2 separate regions of the Anas platyrhynchos genome follow, and region 2 is linked to region 1. The links are chromatin contacts, called in public Hi-C maps. All regions are on one chromosome and are shown on one strand. The core of a region is the stretch at or near the end of the contact, and the rest is flanking DNA. Distances in the headings are between cores, read along the strand shown. Region 1 holds the start of PHYKPL (5-phosphohydroxy-L-lysine phospho-lyase). Region 2 holds the start of COL23A1 (collagen type XXIII alpha 1 chain).

Evidence for each region. Hi-C and Micro-C count contacts between places; a contact is called where the count stands out from the background.
Region 2: a contact with region 1 is called in a Hi-C map of subcutaneous adipose tissue, with 2.1 times the contacts expected there. The contact joins the promoter of COL23A1 here to the promoter of PHYKPL in region 1. A contact is called at or near these places in 2 of 8 Hi-C or Micro-C datasets (skeletal muscle and subcutaneous adipose tissue).

What each region holds. Positions count from the first base shown.
Region 1 is chr14:4,638,144-4,642,997 of IASCAAS_PekinDuck_T2T, forward strand. It overlaps PHYKPL (5-phosphohydroxy-L-lysine phospho-lyase), which reads right to left and starts at 2,685. Exons shown (of 13, transcript XM_027468627.3): 1 at 2,347-2,685; 2 at 384-502. The coding sequence starts at 2,405. All of the region lies in intron 8 of HNRNPAB (heterogeneous nuclear ribonucleoprotein A/B), which reads left to right. COL23A1 (collagen type XXIII alpha 1 chain) reads right to left here. Exons shown (of 30, transcript XM_072023577.1): 30 at 3,652-4,854.
Region 2 is chr14:4,808,942-4,814,286 of IASCAAS_PekinDuck_T2T, forward strand. COL23A1 (collagen type XXIII alpha 1 chain) reads right to left here and starts at 2,472. Exons shown (of 30, transcript XM_072023577.1): 1 at 1,867-2,472. The coding sequence starts at 2,082.

The DNA of each region.
Region 1 (4,854 bases), core at 1,435-3,934:
AAAAACAGCTGCTTCATAAAATGCAAATAATACACCTCACTGAGCAGCGGTCCTGTGATAGTCCCCTCAGTAACTTGTACAAGTACAACAAACTATCAGTTGAGAGTTTTACAGTTAGATGCTTGACTTGCATTTTCAGGTACAAAGCTCTGTACGCTTTAGATAATACCTTTCTGTGAAAACAGAACAGATGCAAGTCTGGAAGGCATCATGATTCAAATGTGAACAGTAATTGCCCCGGCTGTAGGCTCAAGAAGGCCTTCTTCTGCTTGTTCAGTTAAATAACCTCTCACCCTAACACAAGGGAACAGTGGTAAAGAGCACTGATTGTTCCTTGTTCTGCTTAAGAAAATACAGTATCAAATAACAGGACTTGAACTTACCGTGAGCAACATTGTTGATGCAGTCCAGGTATTGTCTTCCCTTCTCGTCATACATGTACTGGCCTTGGGCCTTCACAATCTTCACTGGATCATGAGAAAAAAACAGCTTGCAAGCAGAGCTGTGGTGGAGCATCAGAAAGCAAAGCAAGCATTAGTGATATTCCCCAAGTCACAGGTTATTCTGCTGGTCATGTTTTCAGTTGAGTTACTCAAGAGAAAGACGTTTCCCCAGTGCAGCAGCAGATGCTGCCATCTTACTGCTGGCCCCCAAAACAAAGCTGGGGGTAGGAAGAGAACAGCTTTTGTGCTCTGACTCAGTAGCCAAATTTTGTCAGGCTTGTAGGGGGAAAAACACAGTAGAACACAAACCCCTTCCCTAGGAATTCCCAAGCACAGCACACGGGACTTGCCTGTGATGTTACATCTCATCTATACCGTCTGCCCTTCCTGTTCTTGAAGCTTTGGTGTCTGTGTCTTACCTTATTGCCATTTTTATTATGTTCTTGGTTCTCACTAAAGGTACTGATTGTCCAGACTGTATGGTGCAGGTGGTTTTTGAGTGATTTAATGTTATTTTATTTATAAGGCTGGGCCTGATTAAGTGAGCTTGTTTTGTTTCACTGATAACGCATTTGACAATTAAAATTGAAATGCATCTACCCAAATAGAGTCGCAGGGATATAATTGGCAATGAAGGATGATGGCAACTGCTTCATTTAGTGAAGAGTGCTTAAACAAAAAGAAAAGGGAAATAATGTGATGATATATATTTTTTTTAAATTATCAAACAAAAAAAAGACAATGCTAAAATAAGAAAATACTTCAGTGTCCCAACGGGAATCCTCTACCTTCTCTATGAACTGGTAGCAGGTTGATAAAACAAGTTGTTGTTCTTATTGTTGTTTTTTGTTTGGAAGTTACCCTGACGGTTCAACATGTGCTAAAGAGGCATTTGGAGAGGCTGGGTCTTTGTTCCCAGTAACGGGGCAAATTGCCCACAAAAACACAAATGGTGTTCTTCAGGTTGGTGCAACTGGCACAGTTCTCAATTCAATTACAAATTCAGCATTTACGCTTCCAGCCTGCCTCTTATTGTCACAAAACATTACTGATTAAGGCCGCCTTGATTATTGAATACACAAGGGGCAATTCCTGTGGGCAAAACCACATAGTTTTGCTGCTATTGCTGGGAGCTTTTGACAAAACTAAGAATGTAAAGTCATCTGAAACAAAGCAAGTAACTGGGAGTCTGGAAATGAGTCTTGCACTTACTAGAATTAAGTTGAGCAGATGTATGTTGATTCTCTCAGGTTTTTGGTGTCTGAGAGTCTTGACCTGATTCCCGATGAGCTTTAGGACGAGATGCCCAGCCCTGCAGAGCCCCTGTGGCACAGGGATGGGCACGGCGCTGCTCCAGCACCACCCTGAGCCTCTGGCACTTTCCTTGGTTAAAGCCAGGAGTGCTCTCTGCCCAGCAGACAAGAAGTGCTTTATAAGCAGTTCCAGGCACGCCGTGTCAGACATGTTTTAAGGGAACTTTATGCTTTAGTTTTATAACCTCCTCTCTTCCTTGAAAACCAGTAATTACGGCTAATAACCTGAGCAAAACCCAGCTTTTGGAGGCTATCAGCACCGCCTTTACCCCCTTGGTGTTGCTCACTTAAACCTGAAGCACTGGTGAAGCACAAATTGTCTGGCCAGCGAGCAGGCAGAGTATCTGAGCCTTTGGGCTCAGCCCAACTCGCCTGGCTGCGGCCACGTGCAGGAAGGAGCACCCGGTGCCACGAGTGCCCGGTGCCACGCTCAGTGGGAGCAGCCACTGCGGGCCCTGCTCCCAACCAGGGCAGAGCAGGCCCAGGCCCAGGCCCAGGCCAGGCAGCCCCAAGCAGCCACGCCAGGCAGCCCAGGAGCATGCAGGGGGCCCGGGAGGGGAGCAGCAGCGCCCGCTCCCCGCAGCACTTACCCGATCAGCTGCTGCCGCAGGGCCAGGGTGTCGTGGCGGTTGCGCTGCGCCGGCCTCATGGCCGCTCTTCCCTCTCGAGGCCGCTCTCCTCCTCTCCTCGCTGCCGGGGCGGTGCCGCTGCTGCTGCCCACGCAGGGCGGCCCCAGCCAGGAGGAGCCCGGCCCCAGCCGCTCCCCCTGCGGGCTGCGGAGCCGGCAGCGCTGCGCTCGGGTGCCTGGTGGATCTGGCAGCTCCTTGCCACGTCCCGCCTTACCGGAGGAGCACGGGGGGGTTGGTGGGAGTCATAACCGAGCCTGCCTTGAGGGAACGCAGCCCCTGGCCTCCTGCCCACTCCCAAACCCCAGCCCAAGCGTGCCGTTAGCTAGCTGCTTTCACGAAGGGTAAGGGTAGTAACTCACCAGTGCCTTCGGACTCTTGCACCTTCCAGTTTGGGCTCCTTTCTCGTGGTGGCTTCACGCAGGAGGTCCCATAGCACAGCCAGAGGAGAGGCTGCCTCCACTGGGGTCCTGTGAGGCTGCTGTCAGCCCACGTGGGGCCGAAGTGCAAGCTGGTGCCAGCGCACAGCACCCGAGCCTGTTTAGTTTCCAGGCACCTCGCAGGCAATAAAATGTTTCTGAGGGCCCTTCAGGCGCCTTACAGCTGCTATAGCACCCTTGCCTTTGAGCAACTTGCACTGTGAGGAAGTTTCTCCACATTCCAAACTAATTTGGGGCTGTAGCGTGGGTGTTAGGACTGAATTAACTGCACGCTCTAAGTGAAAGTGAAAACAAACCCGTGCCGTGCTGTGCTCCTCTGCTGGGTCGGTGACGGATGAGCAGTCCTGACCCACTGGGGAACAGCCCAGCCTAGCGTGGGCACTGGGTTAGGATTAAACAGGAAAACGATGGTCCTCTGCTCAGTGTGGTTTGGAATTTCTTAAAAACACAAAGGTAAAGAACCAGAAGGGGTGTCCTGAGATGGGTCCAGGCCTCTGCTCCTTGCAGGTGTTTTGTCCCGAACTGCGTTCATAAGCTTAATATCTCTGCTACCACATTATTTGCATTCATTTGTTTTAAACTGAAGACATCTGCTTTTTAAAATTTTCTGGGCTCCAGAAAATTTTAAATTTTGATCAATTTGCTAAATGTAGGCACTAAACATTTCTAGTTGCAAGTATATATGAGAAACATACGAGCAATTTACGTTTTTTGTTAATATGGAGAATCCAGAACCAAATGGCTGTGTGCTTAAAATTAGGTTGAATTTAGGAAGTAAAACAGTTGTTGCATACGTCAGTTTGTAAGTAACAAAAGACAGCAGAGGAAGTGTTACTAATGGCCTTTAATCTTTATTTGAACTCTTGTCTGGTTAAGATACTTCATAGCTATTTATAGTAACATCCTGAACATTTACAATTTTGAAGGTTTATTCTTGGTTACAAATGCAGAGTTCATTATACATATTCACACAGTTGTCAAAGTAACCTGTACAGAGAGACCGGCTTGGAAAATCTAGTCTGTGCTTTTGTTACAAAAAGCACAAGAAAATGTTTCTGGAGGTCTCGAGCTAATGTACTGTCCGTTACAGCTTTAGACTAGAAATACACAATGCAGTACTAATTAATGCCATTTTAACATGTTAAAACAATGGATAAGGAATACTGTTATTAATGCCTTCATTTTTAAAGCAGTTGTTCCCCAAAGAAGTGAGTAAATAGAACACTTCGTGGCACATACATGATTAAAAATTGCAAAATTTTGCAAATAGAGATGTTAAGTATTCTTTTTTTTATGTATTTTTAATATATCTTTATAATTATACTTTTAAAGGTGATACATTTTACAGAGATGTAGTCAGCTTTGTATAAAATACCATGTAAGTACATTCAAACAAAACATTTCATGGTTTCCTAACGGCACACACGTGCAAATAGTCTTAACTCTTCTGAACAGCCTCACTGAAGTGATGCACCCATTCGCATAAATAAGGGATATTTGCGTAACATGGTAGAGGATTAAGCCCTATCAGCATAATTCCAAACAAGTAAGGACAGATAAAGCACATACTGCATGTTTTTTTTTTTTTAAGATGCATATAAATAAGTCAGATTTTCATTTAGATTTTGAATACCAGCAATTAAAGTTTCTCAAATTACGTATTTCAGAAATTGCACCTAAATGCCAGGTTACTTGCCAGCTTTAAAAGACCTATGTGCCCAAAGTAACTTAATGCACTGCAGCTGATGACTTTCAGTTTTGACTGCTATTTCGTGCTGAACATTCGTCACATTGAGTAAAAAAAGAACTCCAAATAGTAATGCAAGAAGTTGCTATGCTATGGAATTGTCTGTACAATGGTATCCCATCTACGAACCTACCCAGCAAATGCAGCAGGACTCCAACCCTCCTGCTGGCTAATAGCCGTTTACTATCTCTTCCACCTGGTTTGGAAATTCATTGAGTAATTCAGCGAGGTCCTAACTTTTCCATTCAATAGCCAAAAAGCAGATTTGATATGCACCTACTTCAG
Region 2 (5,345 bases), core at 1,222-3,721, 170 kb after region 1:
GCAGTCATGCTTTTTGTGCAGTGACAGAGAACAAAGTATCAGGGGTCATGCACAGAGAGCATATGGAGCTTTGGTTTCACTTCTGAAATACTGTGGTAAACTTCAAAGAAGGACCAAAACAGAGTGTAACAAAAAAACTGACCCCAGGCATCAGTTGATGTTCATGTTGATGGAAATATTCTCTCGCTCCCCAGAAACTCCCAAGCACAGAAAGGCCAGAAGTTGCCTGACGAGCGAGAGGTCTTATGTAACGAAGAGGAATTTGCTCAAGAAACAGGCATGTTCTGAAACCTTAACGTGAGTGAATCAGCCTGTTTAAAATGATGATTAATAGATAGCACAACGGCTACCATGCATACCTTGATTCTGTTACCCTTTCCAAAATTTGCTTTTGGTATTGACAAAAGTTTGGTTATACTAAACGTTTCAACAAGCTCCCTCTTGCATTAGAAACCCAATTATGCGGTTTTGCTTTATTTTCCCCTGTACAATCTCCATCTGAGCATTCCCAGTACAAAACAAGCTTTCCACACTTAACTAAATCTCAGCAAGAGGTTGCACATGATCTTAGGCAGTGCCACAGAAACCCTTCCCATTGCTAAGCACAGTTATTGGAGTAATTGGAACAGAACCACTGCCACGACTGGCAGGCTAATTCCTGCCTGCAGAAAGGACGCTAACTAGATTTTCTGATTACGCCTCACAAGCACCCCTCTGTTCTGGTATTCAGGGTTTTCACTAAAATAGTTTTTAGCATTTCCCTTTATCAAGACATATTGGTGCGACCAGGTTTCCAGGAGCATGGGCATGGTCCAGCGGTGCCGGTGGGATCCAGCTCCAAGCGTAAGGCACAGCAGCAGCAGAATTTCTCCTGCTGGCCCTAGAGCTGTCTGCCCCCCACGCAGCCCCCGCACACACGCGGTGCAACTTTCGCTCCACGGAGCTGCTCACAGCTGGAGGGAGCTGCAGGAGAACACATTTTTGCATGACTGAGGCTTCATGGCTGCAGCGATGTTAGTGCAGCACCGTGCCTTGCACCCTGGGCAGGCTGGCAATAAAATACCAGCGTAAACCCTCCCCAGATGTCAGACCCGGGCACTCGGGAGCATCCTGCTGCAGCCCAGTAAGCCATGCTGGATCCCACCACATGTTTTGAGCTCCTGTTTGCAGGGACCCAGCAGAGTGACCGTGGGATCTCCAAGAAGTTCCTACAAGTGGTGGGAGCCCTCCCCATCACCCTCCCTGTGCAAAGCCCCAAACTTAAGCGCCACAACGCCTCAGCCTGTGGAAAAACATACTGCTGGGATCAAGTGTGACTTCTCCCGGGGGCTTGGCTTAGTTACAGAGAAGGACATCGGTGTAGACAACTGCTCATTAAGTAGAGGTCTTTCAGCACAGAAATCTTTAATGAGTAATTTCATAAAACTTTGGGGCTGAAAGTGAAGGGATCCATCACTGCTCTTCTCTACCCACCAGAAATCGGCTCAGCACTGCTGGACCACTTGATACCCTGCAACTGAGCCTAGATAACGGGGATCATCTTCAAATATTTCTAACGAGGAAATTATAGTCCACTGCGCCCGGGGATAAATAGCGTGTAAGCACTCGGATTACCTTTGCCATTGAGTGGAACGAGGGGGAAAGCGGGACGGTCTCAAACACGGCCCCTGGGGCATTTCTCTGGGAAACCATTGGGGCCACCCCACGACGCGCTCCGACTAACGGGCCGGGAACACGAGAGGGAGCAAAGTTCTGCAGGAGGGAAGGGCAAAAAGAAGCCCAAAAAAACTTTTCCTAAGGAAACAACGAAGCCGGCGCCGCCACACGGAGCCCCGGGGGGGGCCGCCCCGTCCACCCCTCACTCACCTCTCGGAGGAGCTGCTCCAGGCGGGGCTGCAGCGCTTCCAGCAGCGGGCCGGGACCGGCGGCTCCGCGCTCCTCCAGGGCTGCCAGGCGGCCCTGCAGCTCCGCCGTTTTGGCTCCCAGCAGCAGGCAGACGGCCACGGCGGTGAGCGAGAGGAGCAGGCAGAGGGCGGAGGTGGCGGTGCCCGCCGCGGTGCCGGCTCCTCCGGCCGCGCTCATCGCTCCCAGCTCCGCGCCGCCGCGCGGGGAGGACCCGCTGGGGGGGACGGGAGGAGGGGACCGGGGACCGGGCACCGGACCGGAGCCGCTCGGCTGCCGCCCGCCCGCCCCCGGCGCCGCATCCAGCGCCCGCCCCGTGCGCTGCGCGCCCCCGCCGCGGCACTGGGGCTGCGGAGCGGCCGCTGCTCCTCCGCTCGGCCCCGCCGGGACCCGGCCTTTAAACGGAGGAAGCGGGGAGGAGGAGGAGGAGGAGGGGGGGAGCCGGGCAAGGGGGGGATGCTCCGGGAGCGGCCCCCCCCCCAACCCCCCCGGTTCCCCGGGGAGAAGGGGAGGGGGGGATGACGCCCAGCAGAGCCCACCCCCGCTGCCCTGCCCGGCCCCCTGCGGGAGAGCTGCCCGGCCTCGTCCCCCCCAACCCCCCTCCACGGTGTCCCCCTCGCCCCTCCCGGCCGCCCCCAGCGCCCCCCCGGTAGCTGCGGGACGGGGCCGGCCCCGGGGCCGCTGCGCTCGGCAGCCCGCGGAGCTGGCGCCCTCCAGCGGGTCCCGGCCCCGGCCCGCTGCTAATTGGGGACCCGGCGGAGCGGGGAAGGGCCGGGGATGTTGTGTGACCCCTCTCCTTCTTTTTCCCTTTCCGTGCTGGGGTTGGGAGGTGGTTGAGGGAAGAGGCAGCACCCGCAAAGCGCAGCGGTGTTCCAGCGTGCCTGGTAACGCACGGGTTGAATGGCAGTGAAGTGTCCCGGCTGCTTTAGGGAGCCTTTGAAGCAGGGAAGCTGTGCTCACAGACAACATTAAGCAGCCCCAGACTTCGCCAAAGTCTTCCTTGTCTTTTTTTCTGTTACAGATTGCATCACATCAACGCTTGACTCACCTATAAAACAGCCTCAGGTAACGCAACGCTTGTCTAGACTCTACAAAGCCAGATCTGCTCTTTGCCTCTTGGCCCCAGACCCACCCTTGTACACGTAACGCTGACTTCTGGAACAGACAGGTGAAGCCTAAGACAGCACTAGAGAAAACTGCTAGGAGTGATAACAGCAACTGTGTTAATAAAACACACCCGTGCACACAGCCAGACTGCCCTGGTGTACACGCAGTGCTTTTTTTGTAGCCACTACTTCCGAACCAGCTAGCCAGGTAAATTTATATCACTCGCTAACCACTGTTTCCTGCCCTTCACATGCCTGAAGACACAGGAAGGAAAATGCCAGGTTATTATGAGCCACCTCTTCCCTCCCTTCTCCCTGTCTCCTTTCTACACACCTGCTGAGACTTTGCTGCTGATCTCTCAGTGCACGGACACTGTGCTATCAACCTGGGGGAGCTTTGCAGAGCATCTTGCCTTAAAACACATGCACATGGCCCAAGCCCTCCTTACAACAGGGACATCTAGAAAATGTAAGAGGAAAAAGGATAAGTGGCTACTGCAGCCAAGCCCTCTGCCCCACACCTCCTCACCTCTTTCATCTGTTTCACCCCCAGTGCAAGTCTTCCCCTGTCCTACTCAGCTTTTGAGGTGCTGGATTTTGTATGCTGTTTGCACCTTACAAAACATGTTTTGTTCACTTAACAGACAGCTTAATTTTCTCCCATCATCTATGCTTAGTGAAATATAAAACTGACCTGTTACAGAGATGCAAACGGCTGCTCTGCCTCTGCCTGACAACACTTTGCAGGTTTACAAACTTGTTTTAGGTACGGTAGCTAAAAATCAAAAGCACAGAGAAAGAGGTAAATAGATCTCGTCGTTATTTACCAACAGGGACAGGCAATTAGCATTAGCTTGATCCAAATATGCAGAGATTACAAATTGTGCCAACTACATTCATGTAGTGACAAGGGGGTGTGTATGTGAACATCTTGTTCCCCGTGAAGATAAAGCCATGGAGGGCAGCCCAAAGAGGAGAAATCAGACCAATTAAGGACAGAGCTCCTGGCACCCAGCTGTTCCTCAGCTACAGACTGCTCTGTGCTGCTCCACTACTGAGCCCAGCGATGTTGGACCTGTGCCCATCCTCCTTTTAAACTAAAAAGTTTCATTTATGCAACGCTGTAAGGCCTGCAAAACTACTTGGCACCTTGCTGCAGTTGTTGTACTGTCATAGAATTATTTTTAAAGTTTACAAGGAGGAGAGTGAATTTCAACAGGATAGTGTGTACACATATGTGTACATGCACATACTTTTTCTAGCACACATCTCCTTTAGCAAGTGCAATGTGTTTTAGTAACTACATTAGCAGAAGCTTCAAGTACTGCTTCAGGAAGGATACACAATCCCTTACTTTCTAATTTTGATAGAACTGTTTTGGTTTGTACCGTGTATGCTGAAACGCTCAGCCAAGTACCTGCTTTGCTCCTGAGAAAAGCGTGGGATGGAAAGTATTGGTGGAGGAAGCCAGGGCCGAAATTCACTGCCGTCCTCCTCAGTCCCACCAAAGGCACTGCTGACCTGGATGGTACCAACTGCTGAGCTCTGTCACACAGAGAAGAAACAATGATGCAAAGAAGCCAGGAAGAGGGGTGTCTGTATTATGAGATATAATCAAGCACTGTAGGTGGCACTGGTTACAGAAGATAAGCTTTCAAAGCCTTGCCTCAGCTGTAGTCTCTCCCCAGCTCAGAGATATGCATGTCTGGAGCCTCTTGCAAATTAAGCCTTCTCCCTGCCCCACACATCAGAGGAACGCAGACACCAGTTTAAAACCTTACTGTGTTTGAGGACTTGCACAGCAAGCACAGAACCTGAAGTGAGGCTCCTGCAGAGCTGAAACAATTTACTGTTCCTCTCCTTAAGACTTGCATGCCGAAGACTGCAATAAATGGCTCAAACTTGCAAATTGCATCTAGACCGGCAGACAGCCTGGATGAGCCCTACCATCCCTCCCGTACAGCAGTGAGAAAGACTGAGAAAACAGTAACTTAAACATTAAGAGAGCAAAAACTACGTAAGAAAGTAGATTAAAGAGGCTTATGAAGCAGTACCACTCAGCACTAAAGTTCAGAAGTTACAGCACAGAACCCATCCTCCTCCCTCCTATATTATAGCCTGATGACAATGCTTCCCTGTTGTCAAGGTTACTTATCAGTAATTACAGATCAAGCTCCACAAAAATATGTAGTTGAAGACTTCAGGCTTATCTTGTTACTACTGCAAGAGAAAGGCTTAAATGCACCACAACCATTTCTCTGCCTTTTTTCTTTTTTCCAGGGACAGTACAGTCCTTCAAAGAAAAAAAAAAAAGCTAGCATTTCTGTGATAAGTGAA